Linked DNA regions of Hordeum vulgare: region 1 is linked to region 2. A link is a contact called in public Hi-C data. All regions are on one chromosome and are shown on one strand. The core of a region is the stretch at or near the end of the contact, and the rest is flanking DNA. Distances in the headings are between cores, read along the strand shown. Region 1 holds the start of LOC123425459 (probable protein S-acyltransferase 22). Region 2 holds the start of LOC123425458 (formin-like protein 5).

Region 1 (2,835 bases), core at 302-2,801, 800 kb before region 2:
AATAAAACTTACATCACGTCACTCTCGATTAAACTGTTATGTGGGAATTAACCTACGTCCAGCATGCCCCCGGTTGGTCTAGCACCTTCCAGTCTTTATGCTCTTAGGCTTCCAGCTGGAGTCTTAGTTAATTTTGAGTGTGTAGGAGTATTGGGCAAGAGACACAGTTCTATTTGAATTACAGCCTTCCAGTACAGTCTTGTGTAGCTACCCATATATATACAAGGAGGCAAACACGTTGGTTTCCAGAAGCTATCAACCAATAAAGTTTCCAGAAGCTATTAATCTGTTGTCTACTATCTTCTCCCCATTATCTTCGTGGTTCTGTTCACCACCGAGGCGCCGACAGCGTCAGCCCATAGGCTCCTCCTGGCCTAGGTTGCGCCCTCAGAACAATGAACCATAACATTAAACAGAGTTACAAAATCCTACCGATCAAACAGTGTACAAATTCTGAACTTCCCAAAGGTACTGCTAAACTGGATTGTGCAAAGAAGCACTAAGAGCACAGAATGCATAATTCCTGATTGCCCTTAATAATACGCCATTGTTTGCACCGCCATCACATGCAGAAACTCAGAAAATAGCCCTCATATAAACTTGAGAAGAAAGCAGAATTCACCGACCACGAGTGCAGGACAGTGACTTGCAGGGTTAGGCATGTCACATGACAATGCCAGAATTGGCCAGAAGACTACCCACAAAAACTTGGTAGCTTGTACCACCCTCCAACAAACAAACGCGCAAACACAGAAATTCAACAGCATATGGAAGAGTGCTAAATAGCCCATTTCAAGGTGAGAACTACTACATTTTTGTTTGGGCACTTCCCCCCAAGTTCAGTAACCACTACTTGATGGGCCCATCATGCAGCACCAAGATTGGGATCCAAAATGTGCCAGCCAAACCACAGGGCACTCACCCTGTCAGCGAGGAAGAGGGGGCAGGCAAGAGGATAGTTACCAGAGGAGTGTAGAGCCCCACGGCGGCATCCTGGAAGACCTTCCTCCCAACGAAGGGCGCGAAGAAGACGTAGAAGGCGAACGCCAGCGCCAAGAACACGGACACGGCGACCACCTGCAGCAGGCAAGCATCCGTCCATCGGTCCTTCGCCGTGGGAAAGAAGCCGTAATGCACAAAAATTTCACCGCCGGGGAGACAAGAGCGGACCTGGAGAGGGTGGTAAGGGAGCTGCCACCCATGCCGCCTCATCGCCTCGCCCCTGACAACCAGCACGGCTGCGAGAAGACGGAAGAAACGCCTGGCGGAACGGAACCCTCCTTCCTTCTTATCCTCGCATCAAAGGGCGCCGCCGATCAGTGGGGGAAGGAGAAAGGGCCGGCCTTTACAGGAATCAGGAAGTCGCGCGGCCGGCCGGCGGCCGGCGCATGGATTTGATCTGCGGGAGGGGACGGGGGGGAGGAGGAGGGGTTTGGGAGGGAGACCGGAGGGGAGAGGGGGCATTAAATGCGGCGCTGCTCAGATTTACGGGGGGTGGAGGGGGAGCGAAGCCAAGCAAATCAAGCAGCGAGGGAGGGAAGGCTGCTTAGTTTTCTTTGGGCGCTCACGTGAAGCTAGCAGCTATAGGCCATGGGGAAGACTGTGGCAGTGGCAGGGGACTCTGCTGCATGCTGGAGCTGGACCGGGGTGACCGACTGACTCACTGCCTGCCTGTCGCTGTGGGGCTCAATGGCACGGCCGCGTTTCCCAGTGACGTTTGGTTGATAGCTGTTTGTTTCGCTCGCACCGGCGAGGGCGTAACCATTTCCCAAGGATTTTTTAGGTTTAAGCAATTTTAACACTTTTAAAGCATTTCCAACTGCCGCGCTTCGCGCCGCGTCCAAAAAATGTATTTACCGCGCGCGCTTCGGCTGGTTTAGCGCGGGGATAGGCGCTGTCTCCAACAGCCGTGCTATAATGCACAGCGCGCGCCGCTCCAACAGTGCCAAAAATGCAGCGCGCGCAGCACGCACAAACCACATATACATTTCAAAAAATAGAAAAAAAACGATCAAACAAACAAAATAAATCAACAATAAATAGTTATTACAACTCAAACAAATAGTTTATCGTTCAGTACAACAAATAATGCAATAAACACAACCAGTAGTTCATGAACAATACAATACAAATAATGCAATCAAATCATGCTCTTTGTCGTCCATGCCATGCCCACCACTCTTCAATCAGATCCTTCTAAAGATCATTGTGCATTGCGGGACGCCGAATGGCATGATAGGAGGCAACAAAACGGGCTACCCTTTCAGCCCTCCGTCGCACTCGCACGGGATGTCCCAAGAGATCATACTGTGAGTAGTCTAAATCTTGGCCACGCTCATTCTCGATGATCATGTTGTGCATGATCACACAAGCGTGCATGATGTACCAAAGCATTTTTTGATCCCAAAATCTAGTCGGTCCTCTCACAATAGCAAATTGGGCTTGCAAAATCCCAAATGCTCTCTCCACATCTTTTCTAGCAGCCGCCTGAGCATTGTGGAAATCAAGATTTTTCTTACCTTCTGGCTTTTTCAACGCCGCGGCGGCGGCGCGGTTCGGATGGGGGCGGCGCGAGAGTGGAGGAACGAGCGCGGGAGAGAGCAGGAGCGAGCGCGGGAGAGTCGCGCGCGCGGGAGCCGGCGCAGCAAATAAGGGGCGCGAGATTGCGTTTCGGCCAGCGCGCTGAACTGGAAATGGCGCGCGCACCGTTTTTGCGCGCTCGCTGGAGCTGCCCGCCGCGTTGCGCGCGCGCTAAAACTGCCTTTTTTACGGCGCGGCGCTTGTATAGCGCGCCTGTTGGAGATGCTCTTACGGCCCTTCTTTTACATGAAAAGT
Region 2 (2,769 bases), core at 247-2,746:
TCTTGTTACCAGGACTCGAGTCTTGCCCGTGAATACGCAAATACGGCCTACAGCCCCCTTGGGAATCAAATCTAGGAACAGTGTGGAGAACTACAGAATCCAATATGAGAGGCCGGCTAATAGGAGGCCATTCTGAACCACTTCCATGTCTTGTTACGTAGTGCAAATACCTCAGATGAGAAGACTGGGGATTCAACTTTAGGAATTGCTGTATGAAGTCCCTGCGAGCCTGCTTGTAGACCATCTCTAGAGTCTTCTGCTCACCAGTGTACGTTTTCCTATATAGAAGTAGTCCAGCCAACATGAATGCAAGCACTGGCCATCCCCCTCTTTCACAGTGCATTAGAAGCATGTTCTGCTGCCCTTCCACTGACAGCCAATTTTCACATGATTTCAAGAAATGGTGGATCATCTCGAGCTGAAGGAGTGGGCATCCTTCATATTGCTGTGGGTAGTCCATGACAGTCATGTCATACTCAGACAATATATCTGAAATCCGGCTCCTCTTGTCCCCAGACCAGAAATTGGAGACCATGAATGACGCATCGGGAAAGTAGTCCTGCAACTGTGCAACTATGCCACTCAAGTAATCCCTGTACTCATCCTCGCCCATGGCATCTGCCGCGAAGCAACAGTCGAACACTGAAACCAACATACCGGTTGAAATTAGCACGATCTCATGCTCAAATTTGCATCGTTCAACTAAGACTAGAAAAATGGAGAAGAGATCAAGTGCTGGCATGCTAGAAGGAACCTCATCTTCACACTGCATAGGTACTAAGTTCATGTTTCTAGATACAGCAAAGTATTTCATCAACAGATAAGCACGCCATTATAACTAATAACTACTGGTTAAAGGGAGGGAGCACCAACAGAAAATGTGGACATCATGCAGGCACTAGACAATTGCTGCATGCTTATATAAGAGAAAATAATGCAATTAAATCCAAAGCTACCCTCAGGGCCAGCATGCGACAAGGGCAAGACAAAATTCGGATATGGAAAGAAATAAAAACCAGTTTAGGTCAAATGCAGCTAAATCTGAGACTCTGGGTCGTGTGCGCACAGAGTGACGACCCAGAACTGGACCGAATTCAACTTAACATCAAAAATTTACTAAATCTAGCTCGCCGTGCTTGGGAACGAACTGAATTCCAGCTCAAACAATAGCGATAAATCCGCTGAAAGCAACAGTTCCCCGGAGCCCGAAGAAGCACAAGCCGCGGCAAAAGTCCCAAAATCCCCCTCGGAACAAGCAAATCCCCGCACTCGGGCGGCACGGCTCGGCCCAGGGACGCGGGCATTATACCATAGACTCGCTCGGAGATCTCGAGCAGCCGATCCGGCGTCTTCTTGAGGAAGAACTTGCGGAACAGCGCCATCCTCCTCCTCCTCCTCCTCTTCCTCTGCTTCCCCCTTGGCCGCCTCCGCCTCCCCGGCGGCCGGCGAGCTCCTCTGACGCCTGGAGCGGCCACCGATCGGCTCCGATCGGGGCGCCAAAGGCATGGGGGCGGCCCCGCCCCCGCCGCCGGCGAGCTGGGGGCAGTGGTCCGCGCCCCCCTCGGCGAGATCTCGCGGCCGACGCTCGCTCGCTCGCTCGCCGCGGCCGCCCTAGGGTTCCGCGGTGGTGGTGGGGAGGCAGGCAGGCGGTCGAGGCGCCGTGCGATTGGGACTCCTCTTCCTCTACTGCTGCCGCTGCCTCTTCTCGTCTCGCTGTTTAAACTCTACTTTAATTTTTCCCTTTCTCTCCTCCCCTTGCTGCTAATCTTTCCTCTCTCTCCTTCTCGTCTCTCGCTACTCCTTCCTTCCTTCCTTGCCCAGTTTTTACTGCTACGGCCCCGTGCGCTTTTTCCGTTGCGTTTTCGGCGGCTTCCGCGGTGAATGTTTCCGGGAGGCCCGCGTGACAGCTGCCGTGCTCTGCTCGGCGACGCCGGCTGCCTCACTGGTCGTCGGGGCCGGCTGTGGTGGGGACGGAGTGTCAGCGGGCCGATGTGGACTGGTTAGGCATGGGTTGGCGTGCGGGCGCGGAGAGGATTGGGCCTCGGGGGGCTGTGCCGGTACGGACGTCTCCGGATTTTCCTTCTCTTTCCTTCCATTGCAGGCCAAGGACGGACGACTCGGATCTGGCCGAGTTTAGCCGACGATCCTGCGATTAATGAGTGGCGAGGTTGGTGTGGTGTGGGTGAGGGTGAGAAGAAGACGGTTGACATGGACTTCTATTTTTCGAGGATCATGTGCTGCTGGTCCGGAGCAAACTATATTACTACTGTCATTTGTGCCGAAGGTATTTGAGCTCAGGTGGATGCATCAGTTCTTCCTAAAAAAAGAGTAGTAGGAGTAGTACTACAGTATTATCTAATCAGAATATTTAGAGGATGGGATGATATTTTTGTATGACTGTAACGGACTAACGGATATATATACTTTGATGGGGAAGATGGTAGTAGTAGGAGTAGTGACAGCTGCCTCCAGGATCAGTTGGGCTGCTTCTATTCTTAACTAATTAATTGACTAAATAATAGAATAATACGTGTACATTTTATGTATAGCTCTCCAATGGGAGCAACATTTTGTTTGTAATGCGATTTATTAATGCATCCTCGCGGATGATGGAATGGCCTTTTGCACTGGACATGAAATGATTTATGTTTTCAGATGATGCACTTCTTAAATTGGAAAAAGGAAAAAGGATCCGTGGTGCTTGAAAAGCAAATTGCTGCATGACAAACGTATAGTACTAGTGTACTACTGCGGTATTACTAGTATTAA

What was found. A called contact is a pair of places that touch in the nucleus more often than the background predicts.
Region 1: a Hi-C map of leaf shows a contact between it and region 2, with 5 times the contacts expected there. The contact joins the promoter of LOC123425459 here to the promoter of LOC123425458 in region 2. A contact is called at or near these places in 2 of 6 Hi-C or Micro-C datasets (leaf and seedling) and 1 of 1 datasets of contacts at active chromatin or transcription factors (embryo).

What each region holds. Positions count from the first base shown.
Region 1 is chr2H:119,629,763-119,632,597 of MorexV3_pseudomolecules_assembly, reverse strand. It overlaps LOC123425459 (probable protein S-acyltransferase 22), which reads right to left and starts at 1,551. Exons shown (of 9, transcript XM_045109164.1): 1 at 1,171-1,551; 2 at 964-1,077. The coding sequence starts at 1,212.
Region 2 is chr2H:118,830,334-118,833,102 of MorexV3_pseudomolecules_assembly, reverse strand. It overlaps LOC123425458 (formin-like protein 5), which reads right to left and starts at 1,496. Exons shown (of 18, transcript XM_045109163.1): 1 at 1,310-1,496; 2 at 1-642. The coding sequence starts at 1,382.